Linked DNA regions of Anser cygnoides: region 1 is linked to region 2. Evidence: chromatin contacts called from public Hi-C data. All regions are on one chromosome and are shown on one strand. The core of a region is the stretch at or near the end of the contact, and the rest is flanking DNA. Distances in the headings are between cores, read along the strand shown.

What was found. A called contact is a pair of places that touch in the nucleus more often than the background predicts.
Region 1: a contact with region 2 is called in a Hi-C map of liver, with 2.4 times the contacts expected there. The contact joins the enhancer-like site here to the promoter of LOC106037426 in region 2. A contact is called at or near these places in 3 of 7 Hi-C or Micro-C datasets (fetal liver and liver).

The regions. Positions count from the first base shown.
Region 1 is chr13:14,152,999-14,160,732 of Taihu_goose_T2T_genome, reverse strand. LOC106037436 (integrator complex subunit 6-like) reads right to left here. Exons shown (of 19, transcript XR_010834853.1): 3 at 5,226-5,375; 4 at 4,439-4,528; 5 at 3,940-4,123; 6 at 2,992-3,120; 7 at 785-948. Among named protein-coding and RNA genes, the nearest start is that of SLC9A6, 34 kb to the left of the region's middle. Within about 2 kb of position 2,337, at least 1 of the 3 cell types and tissues checked has open chromatin away from gene starts, as enhancers often do. A contact at or near this core is called in liver, where this site is marked.
Region 2 is chr13:14,074,518-14,081,286 of Taihu_goose_T2T_genome, reverse strand. It overlaps LOC106037426 (P2R1A-PPP2R2A-interacting phosphatase regulator 1), which reads right to left and starts at 3,083. Exons shown (of 10, transcript XM_048076428.2): 1 at 2,587-3,083. The coding sequence starts at 2,768. PABIR2 (PABIR family member 2) reads left to right here and starts at 5,744. Exons shown (of 10, transcript XM_067004935.1): 1 at 5,744-6,152; 2 at 6,580-6,658. The coding sequence starts at 6,037.

The DNA of each region.
Region 1 (7,734 bases), core at 1,088-3,587, 80 kb before region 2:
AAGCCTCCATGCCAGTCAACCCATATCATAGATGGGTTTAAAGGAAACTTCCAACTCTGCTTCTTAGCTTGATGTTCGTAGAACTGAAGATGTGAAACTGCTCACTTCACAAAGAATATCCTCAAGATACTCCCTGTTGAGTTTGAATTTTTTTCTTCTTGAATCACGCGTGGGGGGGAGGGAAACTGTATCTTGAGCACTTGCAAAGTTTAGGAAGAGAACATGCCTAGCAAGAGAGACACCTAGAAAGCCTAGCGAGATAAGCCAAATGCATGATTGTTTCATTAAGAAAGGATGAATGAAGTTAATGATCTTTTTATCTCATTTTCTGAATGGGTAACTCTTCTACTTCAGTTTTAATTCCTTCTGCTAGTGAAAGAAGAGTCCACATCTGAAGTACTAAAAAAAAATATGGTTGATCTATCCTCCTTATCAAAAATAAATACGCCGTTGTTCCATCCAAAATGGATTTTATATCACAAATTTTAGTCAGAAGCTTTATATGAAGTAATTCGGAGTTCAATTTTATAATCTTTTGAAGATTTTTTTAAACCAAACTAATCAACCATACACATGGAAGTAATGCTTCCAGATAAAAAAAGTAAAATAAAAATCACAGCATACAGTATCTACATTAGATTATACTACTCTGTTAAAAAGTTTTAACTATTGTTTTCAAGCAAAGACAGATTGCATTAGCAAACACAAAGTCAAAAATTTCTTGATTATTAATTTTCAGTCTGTTTAAGTAGGTGTAGAATCTTTTTTTCAGTTCTTGACTTACCAGTGTTGGTGAATTCTGATCAGGCCAAAAAGATTCTGGGATTGGCCAATGCCCAACAGGAACACCAGTTTTAGGGTTAGGCCGTACATAAATGAGCTTATGACAACTATGCCACGGTTGAGAAGCAAATGAATTGATGGGTCTGGATGAATCAACAAGTCCATCTAAAATTTAAACAAAGCAAAATAAAAAATAAAATAAAAAGCTACATGGCATGCATTTGTCTCCCAGGAAAATTTTTCTATTAGCAACCAATACGATGTTTCACTACGACTGTTTCAAAGACACAGGATCTTCACATCAGCGGCTGAAAAAACCACCTATCAAAGCATAGAACAACATCATCTGAGAAAAAATGTAAACATTTGCCCACATCCACCCTTCTGCTCCTGTGGCACAGCAATTAGCTGATTAGTGCAGCAGGGTACTTTCATATTACGGAAAATGTTATTTGGGTCTGCTTATTCACCCAAGTTCAGTACTTTGACATACATCTGATATGCAACAGCAAGTCTACCATTTTCAGTTCTGCTGCACCTGTAAAGACCAGTAATTTGCATTTACAGCCTTTCTATATGGGATGCAAAGCTCACTGACTGATGTTGCCACTCATGGAAACTGAAAGTGAAGAAAAGTTTCATGGAGAAGTCAGATGCATCTGGCAGGAGCAGCTTTTGTCACATTTTTAATTAGTAAGAAGTCACAAATCACTTAAAGCCCGCTGTCCACTGGGAAGAGCAGTGTTCTGTCAGTCCATTGTGAGGTACCAGCACAGACTTCCTCCACACTGAGCACAAAGAAGTCTGTAGCAGTACAGAATCTCAGAATTATTTTTCAAAGACTGCTCTTCAAGGCAAGTGACACAGAAGGGATCATGTATTCCAAGACTCTTTTTCATCTGAAGAACATTTTACTCTACTGAATTGCCCTGCTTTAAACAGCTAGCCAATAATACTGTGCAAAACACCTTTCAGTTACATACCAGTTTTATTTCTCTGCATTGTATGTACAGTGATTTTTAAAACTTTGGTGAACAGCATCGCATTTCTCTTCAGTTGACGATTTCCACTATTTATGTAAAGACAGAAGCTCTCAATCTTTTTGTGCATATGTACTCACAGCACATTACCATTTAAAATGTGACAAAAGAAAAAAAAAAACATTTCCACCAGCTGTTTTGCCACATAGAAGAACATTTGTGCCAACAGAGACCCAAGAATCTGCTGAAGTGCTACCCTGCAAGGCCTTACAGGAAAGCCTTAAGCATACTTACAATAGAACGACATTACTAAGCAAAAAGAGAAAAAAATATATAAAGCAAGAAAAAGGTGATTAAAAAACGAAAGGAAAGTAGGGGTAAAACTGGCTGTGCTAGTGTGCTCGGGGACCCTAAAAGCTATTAAGCTTCTGACGTTCCAGAAACCTCCTCATTTCCTAACTATAAACTGGTCAGCTCTCTCCTTCCTTTCAGCCATGAAGTTCTGCAAATCCTAAAGATTTGTCCACATTAAGAATGCATTTTTCTATTCCGTTATGTACTTTACTTGCAGCTATCAAAATAATTCCTTGTTCTCTGCACTGAGTTTTTCACTTGCAGCTACGAACACTCAATTGAAGTTTACTGTATTTCGGATCAATTAACAGAACGAAAATGTCCAGCAAATTCAGCGCTGAAATTACTTCACAAATGATTACGGACTCAAATACACTAGTCCCAAACTTATTTCATTTCAAACAAAGTTTTGACAGCAGCAATTCAAACTTTACCACTTCCTACAAATATTCACTTCCCTCTGTTACTTCTTTCAGCCCTCCAAAAAGAGAGTTTAAAAAAGGTGACAGGAGAGCTAGCAGTAGCAGGCAGGTAGATTATCCATTCAAGTCCGTGCAAACATACAGCACTTTTTAACTTACCGAGTTAAAATATAATGAAAAATGTAGCTAAGACAAGGCTAAACAAACAACCCTAAAGTTATGAAAAGTACATCCACAGTGATCTGGGGTAATTAAAGAGAAATCAGAACTCTACCGCTGAAGCACATAAGCTCTATAGCTTAATCACTTTTTTAGACTAGGCATCTGATAAATCCTGTGCACTACAGTGAAAAGCTAAAAGGAAGAAAATTTAAGACACTAAAGGGGATTTACATGCACATACAACACGTTTTTTTTTTTTAAACATTAACAGGAACAAGTGGTTACTGTACCTTCTCCAATAGGAGCTGGATCTGGTCCTGATTTTTCAAAGTTAATAACAACTCCACTTTGGACTTTCTGAACTAGAGATTCTAAACATTGATTCAACATTCTTTGTGTCCGAACACAGTAGGAACGACCTATACAAGAGATCATTAAGATTACTCAGAGCTTGCTTTCATATTTCCCCTCTGTAATTTAAGAAAGACATTTTGTTACGTAAGCCATACTGCCAAGACTTTCAGCTTTATCTAAAATAATAGCAACAAGATTAGTAGTAGTTGATGTTAAATACTTTTCAAATGCAATTAAACCAAAGAAGAAAAAAAAAACAACCTGCTTAGATTTTACTATTTGCTTAAAAAATAAAAAAGCCATGAAGGCGAAATCAGGTTGGACCAAGGCCAAGTTTATAAAGGCCCTTAACAATCTCCAATTTCACGAAGTCTGCATGCCCTATCTGCTTTTGTCTACCCAAACTTAATCAACTCCAATACATCCCCGAACTTCCTCTCCCATGCAACACTTTCAAGCACCAATTTAACAAAAATTCTGATGACGATCTTGAGGAACAGACTCCAGAATTAATCATTTTAAGATTAAATTTAGCTTAATAGCCCTTTAGCAGAATTAAAATCCCTGTAATACGTCTCCACCTCAACATTTAAATAACAAATCTCATGAGTGAGCAACATCAACTTCTGAAGGACAATCCAAGAATTTTTCAAATCCCTCCTACTAGTGCTTGAGAAAATGATCTAGATCTAAAATATGAATATGGTTTTATTTTAAAGTTCTCCTGTGCAACAGGAAACCAAGCTCAAGAAGCACCACACAGATTCAGATGGACACTGAGTAATTCATATGAAAAAAAGCTAGAGGTGAAGATTCATCAAAGGGAAATAAATGTTTTAAGGCAAATGACAAACATAAGCCAAAGCAAAGTAATATCCAGTTACCTCCTGTAACTTCACACATCTGTGTGATAGCAGATTCATCGGTAGGCACACTCCCAAGCTGCTCTGGTTCAGCAGATGCAGCTCCGGGCAAACGCAGCACTAGAGCAAACAGTCTTTGATCCCAACGAAATGGTTCTTTGGTTAGTTCACTTCCAGGCAAAGGAGAATTCAAAGGAAGATGAAGCTGTTAAAGGAAGATTTAGGAGTATTTTCATGTATTTGACAAGACATCTAAAAACATAATATCAAAATTTATCCATTACTCTGCAAAGGACTCCCTTTCTCTTCTATCCACTAGTTATCTGAAGCTATAGTTTGGAAATCCACCTGGGCTATGAATTTAGGGGTTTGGGCAACAACAGCATAGCTAGTTGCTCTTCTCTGTAGAATAGGCTGATGGAACAGAGGTACTCTTTGCAGGATAAAAACAATTAGCATTCATCTCAGCATAGTGCCAACTTGCAAGATCATAATTCGAAAGAATTTAATCCAAGTTTACCTCCTCTTGAACTCCAGCTGTATTTGTCAGTTTGTTTCCATCTGTGATGGTAATCAAAATAGATGGCTCCAAAAAGAATGGATTTCTTCCCTAGAGACAAAAGCACAGGAATGCTAGGAGTAACCTTAACACTCAGTTGTAGATTATTGTCACTATAAAGTAAGCAATAAGATGAGCAATTTTTCAGAACCCTGAAGTTTTCTTTCAACAGGTGTGGAACCACACAGAACTATGTGAGAAGTGCTACTCTGCACGTGCACACACAGGCATTCTAAACACATTTTTAGAATTACTGATCTTTTTCCTCCAGTAATGGCCACAAACCCTTCTACTCCACAAAAGGAATAAGTAAGTTAATACATAGCAACTCAGTGAACTCAGTAATTTATGGTGGCAGTGCGGAAAAAACAGAGTACTTTTAACTGGAATTTCCAAATGTGAGAAAAGGGAAAGGCAGGACAAACTACAGACAGAATAAAACTGAAAAGCAGATGTGCTGCCATCCAGTGTACATGCTCCAATGCAGCAACTGTACATCTATACTCTGGGTTATTTACATTACTGCTTTGTAGTTCAAAAAGAAAAAAAGTGCTAGTGTATTTCATGGTATGCTCAGAAAATGTAAAACGAAAAACAATTTACTTTCAAGATTTAACACACAAGCTATCCAAAAGAACAATTACAAAACAGAAAAAGCAAAAAGATATACTTGAACCACCAAAATCCCTCCCTACTATAATTGAGAACCATACACAAATAAAAAGGAAGACTAGAAAGAGATTGTTACCTGTCCGTAGTTGTCTATTCCAGACACTAATCTATTGAGATTTAACAAGTCAAATGAAGATCTGAGTGCCTGACCAAGGGTTGTTAGTCCTGATGCCTGCAGATTTTTCAGTTCATTCATAAACGTTGCGTGGTTTTCTTTCCACCCAGCCTGTTACATAAAACAAAAAAGCTTTTCAGTTTTGCAACAACTAGAATCAACTGTGAGTTGACAACAACCTCCCTTCCCACCAGAAAAAGGATATCCCTCATTGTTCAATCTACTGCATCACTTACACATTACACACACCTAATCCATGTCTGCAGAACTTGATGTGAAATATACAGTATATATACAATGGGATACTGACAAAATACACACATTAGTGCTTGAAGAGCACTAAAGAGCAACGACAAAAGATACAAGCAGCAGCGTCTTTGCTTCTCCTGTCTTATGCCCACCTCCCTTCCATCCTTTCCTCCACAAATCAAGACTAGAAGAAAGGATGCACATGCAACGTGCATATGCATATACAGGAGTTAAAAATCTAACAGTAACAGTTAAAAAGAAAGAAAAGAAGCAGCAGTAACGACTGTCACCTTTGCTCCCTAGTGACATATTCTCCCTCCCACAATTTCTCCAAGTAGGAAGTATATAAACATACGAGTTTAGTTCATATGCTTATTTTTAATATACCATGTGACTCTTGCTTAACTTTACTGTTTTTCTTGTTTTTCTTCCCCATGGGTTCATTTCATGGCATTTAATTTAATTAAGTTCATTTACCACTTTTACCATTTCAGTTACCATAAGGAGAATTACCAGGAACAGGTTTGGGTCAGGTTTGCTTTCCTCAACCAAGTCAAGAGTCGTATCAGTGCAGGGGGAGAAGAAAAACACTGCACTGGGCAAAGGAAGGACAAGACTGGCTTAGCTTCATCACCAAACCGCACTCAAAGTTCAGAGGCACTGTGCAGCGTGGGTTCAATCAGACAGGTCAGTGTCAATACAACACCATCCGTTCCCTCCCAGCTGTGCCTTAACAAAATACGGCATCTCATCAGCTGGGCCACTGCAACTCCCCACGCATGCTCTTAGCCCAAGGCAAGCAACAAGTGCCAACGTGGGCTCCCCCTTTTGGAGAAGCATTAATCATCTTTTACCTCCACCCCCAAAGTACACCACCACCAAATCCCAACAAGATGTGTTATCCTAAAAAAATGTTTAATGAAAATTTGCAACTAACGAACAGTGTCTCTAGCTTATCTCAAGTCTCAGGAAAACCCCCCGAGAGGTCACTGCCCCAGGAGTATTCATCACTTGCTGTTCTGCCTGTCCCGAGGTCTCCGACGGCAAAGTCCCCAAACGCGCACTTTGAGTACCTCAGCTCAGAAAGCACAGAGGGTTCCAGATCTCCAGATGAAACGTCAGAGCATACATCATCCCCTAACGAACAACTGCCGTTCTTCAGATCCCTAGCTTTGTCATTCTGAGTGAGCTCTGTGCCAAGCTGGGGAGGGTTTCCCCAGCCAAAATCCAGAACTTCTCCTTTAAGTGAGCAATTAGAAAAAACTTCTTGTATGAACTCTATCAACGCTTCAGTGCAAGCGAAACTGCTACATTTGGCCTGGCACAAAACAGCTATCGAACGAGTAACGTTTCTTGGGAACAGCCAGGTTGTAGTTCAAAAGGTGTTTTTCCACCCGACTGCTATTTGAGTTGCCTTGCAGCAAAGACACATCAGGGAGTAAAACATTTACAAAGGAAACACTATTCCTAACCTGCAACTCTACATGTGAACTCTAATGAATTTAAGAGTTTATTTTCTAAATAAACAGTATCGGGCTTCACCGATATTTCGGGATTCTGCTAATTTTCCCATCCTGAAAACATTTGCTCGGCTTCCAACTCCCACCGCGTTTGATGCGGCTGCAGTGCGGTCAGCTAACCGCCTGCAAAGCGGGCAACCAAGCAAGCTGAATATACAAGGAGGAGCTCGTCACCAGTGGCTTGTCTTCGAAGGAAACTACTTTTCATTGTAGCACCTCTCGGAGGTTCTTCGAAGATAAACCAGAGGAGACCTGTACCTTTCGAATAAACAGGAAAATACCAAAGAATTTTTAATTAAGTGAACAAGGACAGCAAATGCAACGCTTCCTGATTTCATACACAGTTTTAAAATAAAGATATGATAAAGTTAACGTACTACATTCACTAACCTAACGTCAAAAGTTTTTGTTTGTTTTTTAATTAAAAACACCAGAGTTAATGACAAGAAGGCTTACTTCTGTAAAACGGGTCTCCCAGAAAGACTCCGCTCAATGTGGGTAATCAAACATGTATTTCAGAGACAGAAAGTAGAGCCCAAGAAACCCTAGTTTCTCTTCTCCATACATGCAGTAGAATCATTCTTAGGGCAAAAATAAAGAGTCAAGTATGTAACACAAAGCATATGGATAATGAGTTCAACAAAGCACTTTAAAGTGATTAAATAATAATCCTTCCTAAATTCAAAATACTACCACTAATG
Region 2 (6,769 bases), core at 1,834-4,333:
TCTCAGCTACAACAAAAATACAGTCTCTTAAAACTAATCTGACCAAGAGTATTAGTGTGTTCTAAAGGCTGATATCATAATGCACTTTAAAGACATGACAGACAGAATCCTCCACTATGAAATGCACCAGTTGGACAAAAGTTTTAGATCGTTTTTATTCAGAGCTATATGAAAGCTAGCAAACCCATACTCAGAAGTAAGAGTCAATAGCAACTGTTCCAAGCACTGTGCTTTTCACCAAGAAGAATGTATTGCCTCTAAAACATCAAATACAACGATGACTGGCCATCATCTACTTTTTTCAAAGACATTTCACTCAATTTACACCCACAAGAAATCAAACATTTGCTCTTTGACAGGAAGTAGAACAGGAGGAATTCAAAGGGGCCGTGATTTGACATTTAGAGATGAGATTTACTGGCTGAGGCCAACAACTACAACTTCTCTTTAGTGTAAGCTTGCTGGCTGGTACACCAGTGCACAGCACAGCATAAATGGTGCATGCTGAAATCCAGGTTTTGAATGGAAAAAAACAGGTTTGAAGGATTCTGTAACACATTGTCAGAGGCTGAGTCCAATATTCAGTGCTGACTAGAAGAGAAGAAAGGGAGAGGAAGGAAATATAAATATCCTTACCTTTATTTTCCCTTGCAAAAACACTAGAGAATTGGTCAGATCTCAGACTTATCTTTCACAGAAAATTCTTATAGTTCCCAATAAAAAAGAAAACAAAGCAATTTGATTTAGCATGAGAATAGGAATCAAAAGTTCTGTGAAAGGTACATTCTGTGATCTAAAATATTCACCTGGAGACGTTCTCTGGCTCTACAGCACCTCTTTCTCTACGCTTCTTACTAAATCTGTTAACGAGGAAATCAAGTCAGTAGGCAGTGACGGAGCAGAAAGAGCAAGCTGTCCAAGAGCAAGAGCTTTTGTTTCAGTTTACCCAACAAAGCCGTTCTGGGAAAAAAATGAAGTTTCTTGCCAAGAGCTGTAATCTTGCAAAAACAGTTTTCTACTGGAAAATTCCTAACTAGCAGGCAAACCACTGCAACCACCTGAAATTAGTTCAGTGGGATTTTGGTTTAATCTCTATAAACACCTAGTGTAGTATACACGCCGTTTTACAGCAAAAGCTCAGGCTATATGCCCTGAACTTGACTTGAACAGTTTGTTTACAGCACGATTATTAGATGCTGGGCTGTTTCTTTCACTTGCCTGTTTTGTATTTTTAAAAAGTAGAGCGTCTCAGAGTTCATAAGGAACAACTTATAAGGCTAAGCTTATAAGAACACCTATGTCTCGGTTACATAATTAGTTTACCTGCTCAGAAATCTGCCTGAGGAACAACTACCATTCACAATACCTCTGTACTGCATCAAACTGTAAAATGATAGCGGCTTATTAAAATTATATAAAAGAAATACAATGTTTACTTTTAAATCACGACTGAGTAGCAAAAGCACTAATTTTCTCTGAACTGTAGAGCAGTCAGTTGTTTTGGTACAACATTTATGAGAGATTTATTCATCAATTGATATCTTTTTCTTTACAGAAACATGAAGTTTAAGGAGAAAAAAAAAGACGTACTTATATATTATGCTATCTTTTACAAAAGTTTAGTATCAATATGCTCTCTCACCTGTGGACATACTGCTAGTAGAAGCACATAGCCCACCTTGAAGTTAGATGTTACTGACATCATCTAAGAGATGTGGGGGCATCCCCCAACTTCACAAACTGCCCCAAAGAGGCAGGAAATAGCACTTTGAGTTATAAAGTTACCCAAACACGAAACTATCATAGACTGGGTCAGGTTGGAAGAGACCACAGATATCACCCAGTTCCACCAGACCAGGTTGCTCAAAGCCCCGTCCAGCCTGGCCTTGAACACTTCCAGGGATGGGGCATCCACAGCTTCCCTAAGGCAACCCGGTCTGGCGTCAAAGAAAGCACGCGACAGACCTGCACGTCTGAGAGCTTTGCTCTTAGCCCTTGCCTGTGTATCGGCCAAGGAGAGCTTGACAGAGAACACCGTGCAAAAACTCGAGCCCCCTGCAAATACCAGCCGCTGTCACGCTAATGGCAACGTCCAAACAAAACTACCCACCCCACCCCGCGTGCTTCTCCCAGTATTGCATACTAACAGAACCAGTATCAGCCAGGACACTCCACAGGACATCCGACACCGTTTAACACTAGAAGCGCAACTCGTGTAACTGAAGGGTCCCATCAAACTACGTTCCTCGCTGTCGCTGCCAGCTGTTCCAGCAGCACTTACTGCTGTAATCGCACAGAGGGCTGTGACTTGTGCCGGACTCGGGCAGCTCCGGCAGCGGCACAGGTCGTTGCTTCAGCCACTGCAGCGGCCGCAGCCCAGTTGCCGTGCAGGGCACCAAGGGGTCTCAGCCCCAAAACCCACGGCGGGGCCGGAGGGCAGCGAGGGGAGCTCTGAGGAGGGCGCAGCTCGGCCGGCGGGGCTCCGGGCGCCCGGCCTAACCTCCCCCCGGCACCGGCCGAGGGCTCCGGGCCCAGAGCCCCGCCGAGCGGAGCGGTGCGGGCCGGGCCGGGCCGGGCCGCGCTCACCTGAGCCCGTGGATGAGGGGGGCGCTGTTGGATCTCCTCAGGCCGCCCCCGTCGCTCGGGGCCGCGGCGCTCCCCGGCGGCAGCTCCAGGTCCAGCTCCATTTTCTCCTGAGCCATCGCGGCTCCGGCCCCGGCCCCGGCCCCGGCTGCGGCTGCGTCGTCCCGCTCCGCCGCGACGCCCATTCACTGCCGGCGCCCGCCGCGGCTCCTCATCTCGCGCCGCCGCCGCTGCTCCCCACGGCGCGGTGCGGCCGCCCCTACAGGCCCCGCGGGCGGCGCCGCGGGCAGGGGCCGGGGGCGCGCCGGGCCCGCCGAGGGGGGCGGCCCCAGCAGCGCCCCATGCCGGGGGCAGCCCTACAGGCCCCTACAGGCCCCTTCCCGGCCCCGCGGCTCCCGGGGCCGCCGCCGCCTGCGGACGGGACGGGACGGGACGGGACAGGCGCGGAGGGCAGGGCACGGGAGCGGAGCGAGCGCCTCAGGCCCGATGCCCCCCCCCCCCCCCCCTCCGCCGCCGGCCGCGCATGCGCCGCCGGGAGCCCCGCACGGCGCCCCGAGCCCGGGGCCCGCGCCTGCGCCGAGCCCCCGCGGCCCCGGGGGACCTCGGGGAGCGGGGTCCCGCCGGGGAAGGGTTTATGATTTATGATCTATAATTTTTACTTTTGCTGTTCTGTGCAGGCTCGGCTGTCTCTGCATCGGTTTGCATTGCAGGTGAGATTTGCAGGCAGGCTTTCCGAACAAAAGTAAGCGGAGAAGAAAGGCGGGTTATAGATAAGTACCATTTTTTTCCATAAATCCCACGCGTAGTAAATTATTCAAGATAGCATTTTTGTAACTTCAGTCGGCTGTGCGCATTCCACCCGCTGGGATATTTCCCCGGTATTTTAAAATATTCCTGCTTTGTCACCCAGGCCATAACTCTTCGTGCCCGCTCGTCCCTCTGCATCATGATCTTTCTCCCCGTCGCTGCTTCCCCACGCTGAATTTCCATCCTTCACCTGTACCCTCCCAAGGCTCTGTTTAATATATTCTGTCCGTTCTTAATCCCTGTTCCCATGGTAATTTGCCCTGTTTCTCTTACTCAGACCTTTGTGATTTCCTCATTTCAGCCTTTCGTCTCATTCTGTTCCATAGCACAGCTCTTCCACAGCCACATCCCCTTTTTTCCGCCTCGTTACCCTCCTCTTCCCAGGCCTTAGATGCCCACCTGGACGGCCACCACTTTCTTTCATATATGTTCCCATTAAGGTTCTCAAGCTTGTAGTAAAGCCCCGGTCAGGTAGCAGGTTGTGGTGGTGGTGCCTGGCACTTACAAAATTTGAGTCTGTGAAGCAGGTGTTTTTGAGCTCTCAGCCACATTTTGGATGCTGTTGACTTTTTCCAGGTACATAGCATTTGAAGCTTTTTGCTGTCTAGTAAAATCCCACATAGTTGCGTGATGTAGTCACATTTTGCAGGTGTTTTTTATATTAGCAGAGCCAACAGAGGCATGAATATATTTCCATTCCAGGCTAGCTGTTTTCACTCAAATTGACTTTTTGGCACTCTTCAGCTGTCATAAAGTGCTTGTGCTGAAGCACTAGACAAGGAGAATGGGGCAAGATCTTTAATAAAGCTTAAAAATATGGTGTTGCTTTTAGTGAATGGTGGCAGTAAGAAGTGATTAACAGCTTTTTTTTTCCTCTTGAGGTACTAGATCCTATTTTTCCAGTTAAACAGACTGACCATAATTACCAGAAATGAAGCATGATAAGGCTTTAGGTTATTTACCTTATCTTGTTGATCTTCAGAGGAGACAGGAATTCTGTATCATCTCACAGAAACGTGTCACTACTGGCTACAATATATCATAGCGTAAGCAGTGGCACAAGGCTGTAAAAGGTTTTCCTTCTGCAATTATACAAGGCAGGGAACTTTGTCTCCACGTTTTTCAATAGAAGCATATTGATAAAGCTTGAAAATACTCTAAGTGTACTATGTGTGGGCCCTGTTAAGTCATCTCAGATACACAGTAGGCACAAAGTTCTTCAATAGCATCAGTATAACACAAGAAATACTAAACTTCAACAAAAACAGTTGATTAGAGTCCTGCATTGAGCGCAGAACAATGGAAAGCATTTGATTCAGTCTTTATTGACAAAAAATGCAAGCAGGTACCTAATAAATAGCACACTGTATGGACAGTTGTACTCAGTTATCTAAGATCATCTACATTCAGTCCTTTTCAAGTAGCAGAATAATTTATGCAGCCATATTTGCACTTAAAGTTGAAATAGCAAGAACTTAAAGTTTTCCATACCACCTTTTTCTATGCTTAACGCTCTTGGAAAAAAAAAAAAAACAATAGCTATTTCCCAGAAGAAATAAAAACTTTTTGGAATGCGATGCTGTTAAGGACCGTGAAGAGACAAACGCGTATATTGCAGCTGTTATTACAGACAGATATTTAAAAAATAAAAAGCAATCAGAAAACACAAACTGAAATATTTTAAGCGCTTGGAATTGAGTGAGAAAGGTCAGTCCCAAGCTTAAACACAGCCAAGAATGGGAATTGCTTGTCTCCGAGTGACCTTTGTGCTACGTCTCTGGAGGCAGCGCAGACGTTCACATTCTCATTACTCATCAAAAACATCACATTCCTTAGCAGCACAACAAAACTCGGGACCGACCAGAAAAGGCAGCGCGATTCAAGTTGCGGACAGAGAGGACCCAAAGCCGGGCAGGGCTGCGAGGCCCTCCCCGTGCTGCCTCCCCCTCCTGACCCGGCCATCGCCGGACTCGAACCCGCGGCCCCGCACGCCGCGTTCCCGCGTGCCGCAGCCACCGCCCCGCCGCCCATTGGCCCATTTCAAACACACGCCCCGCCCCGGCGGCCAATCGGCGCGCGCTCCCGTTCCGGAGACTCTCGGGAGCCCGAGCGGAGCCGAAGCCGGGGCTCGGGCCCGACTCGGTTCCCGTGGGCATGCGCAGTAGCGGCGGGCGGCGGCGGGACGCGTGCGCCGCGGCGGGCGGTTAGCTGGGAGCTGTGCCCCCGCCCTGCCTCCCGCGCATGCGCGCTGGGCGGCGGCGCTGGGGCTGCGGGGGGCGTAGGGCCCGAGGCGCTCGCTCCGCTCCCGTGCCCTGCCCTCCGCGCCTGTCCCGTTCCCGTCCCGTCCCGTCCGTCAGGCGGCGGCGGCCCCGGGAGCCGCGGGGCCGGGAAGGGGCCTGTAGGGGCCTGTAGGGGCTGCCCCCGGCATGGGGCGCTGCTGGGGCCGCCCCCCTCGGCGGGCCCGGCGCGCCCCCGGCCCCTGCCCGCGGCGCCGCCCGCGGGGCCTGTAGGGGCGGCCGCACCGCGCCGTGGGGAGCGGCGGCGGCGGCGCGAGATGAGGAGCCGCGGCGGGCGCCGGCAGTGAATGGGCGTCGCGGCGGAGCGGGACGAGCCGCAGCCGGGGCCGGGGCCGGGGCCGGAGCCGCGATGGCTCAGGAGAAAATGGAGCTGGACCTGGAGCTGCCGCCGGGGAGCGCCGCGGCCCCGAGCGACGGGGGCGGCCTGAGGAGATCCAACAGCGCCCCCCTCATCCACGGGCTCAGGTGAGCGCGGCCCAGGGCCCGGCCCGGCCCGCACCGCTCCGCTCTGCAGGGCCCGGGCCCGGAGCCCTCGGCCGTCCTGGGAGCGTCCCGGGGCCCGCGGGGTCCTGGTGCCGGCCCCAGCCCGCCCTGCGCCCTGCGTGGTGGCTGGGCTGCGCCGGAGGCCTCCGAGATGCCTCGCTCGGCCCTGGCAGTGCGAGGGGCGCGTCTGCTCTGGCAGCTGCAGAGCCGTGCCCGGCACAGCTCCGTGGGCCTGCGAGGAGAAGCGCTAGCCAGCCGCCTTCGGTACGGCGGTGTAGCTGTAGAAGTAAAATGGATGTTTGCTGTGCACTGGAGATGGGAGTATGTACCGTAGCACTGCGTAGTTTTAAGGAAAGCACAGCTTAGAAGGCTGCTCACAAAGCCTTTTTTTTTTTTTGTCTTCCTGCAGTGACAACTCGCAGGTTTTTCAGCCTTACGTGTTGCGAACTCGCAGGAACAGTACAACAGTTATGAGCCGTCACAGTATGGTAAGGAATCTTAAGCATGTTTTGTTTACACCTAACAAGAAGTAATTGGGCTGGAGAAATGAAGTTAAACTTGATTTGTGTTTGCGCTAAGCGTCAGAGCAAGATTCCAGA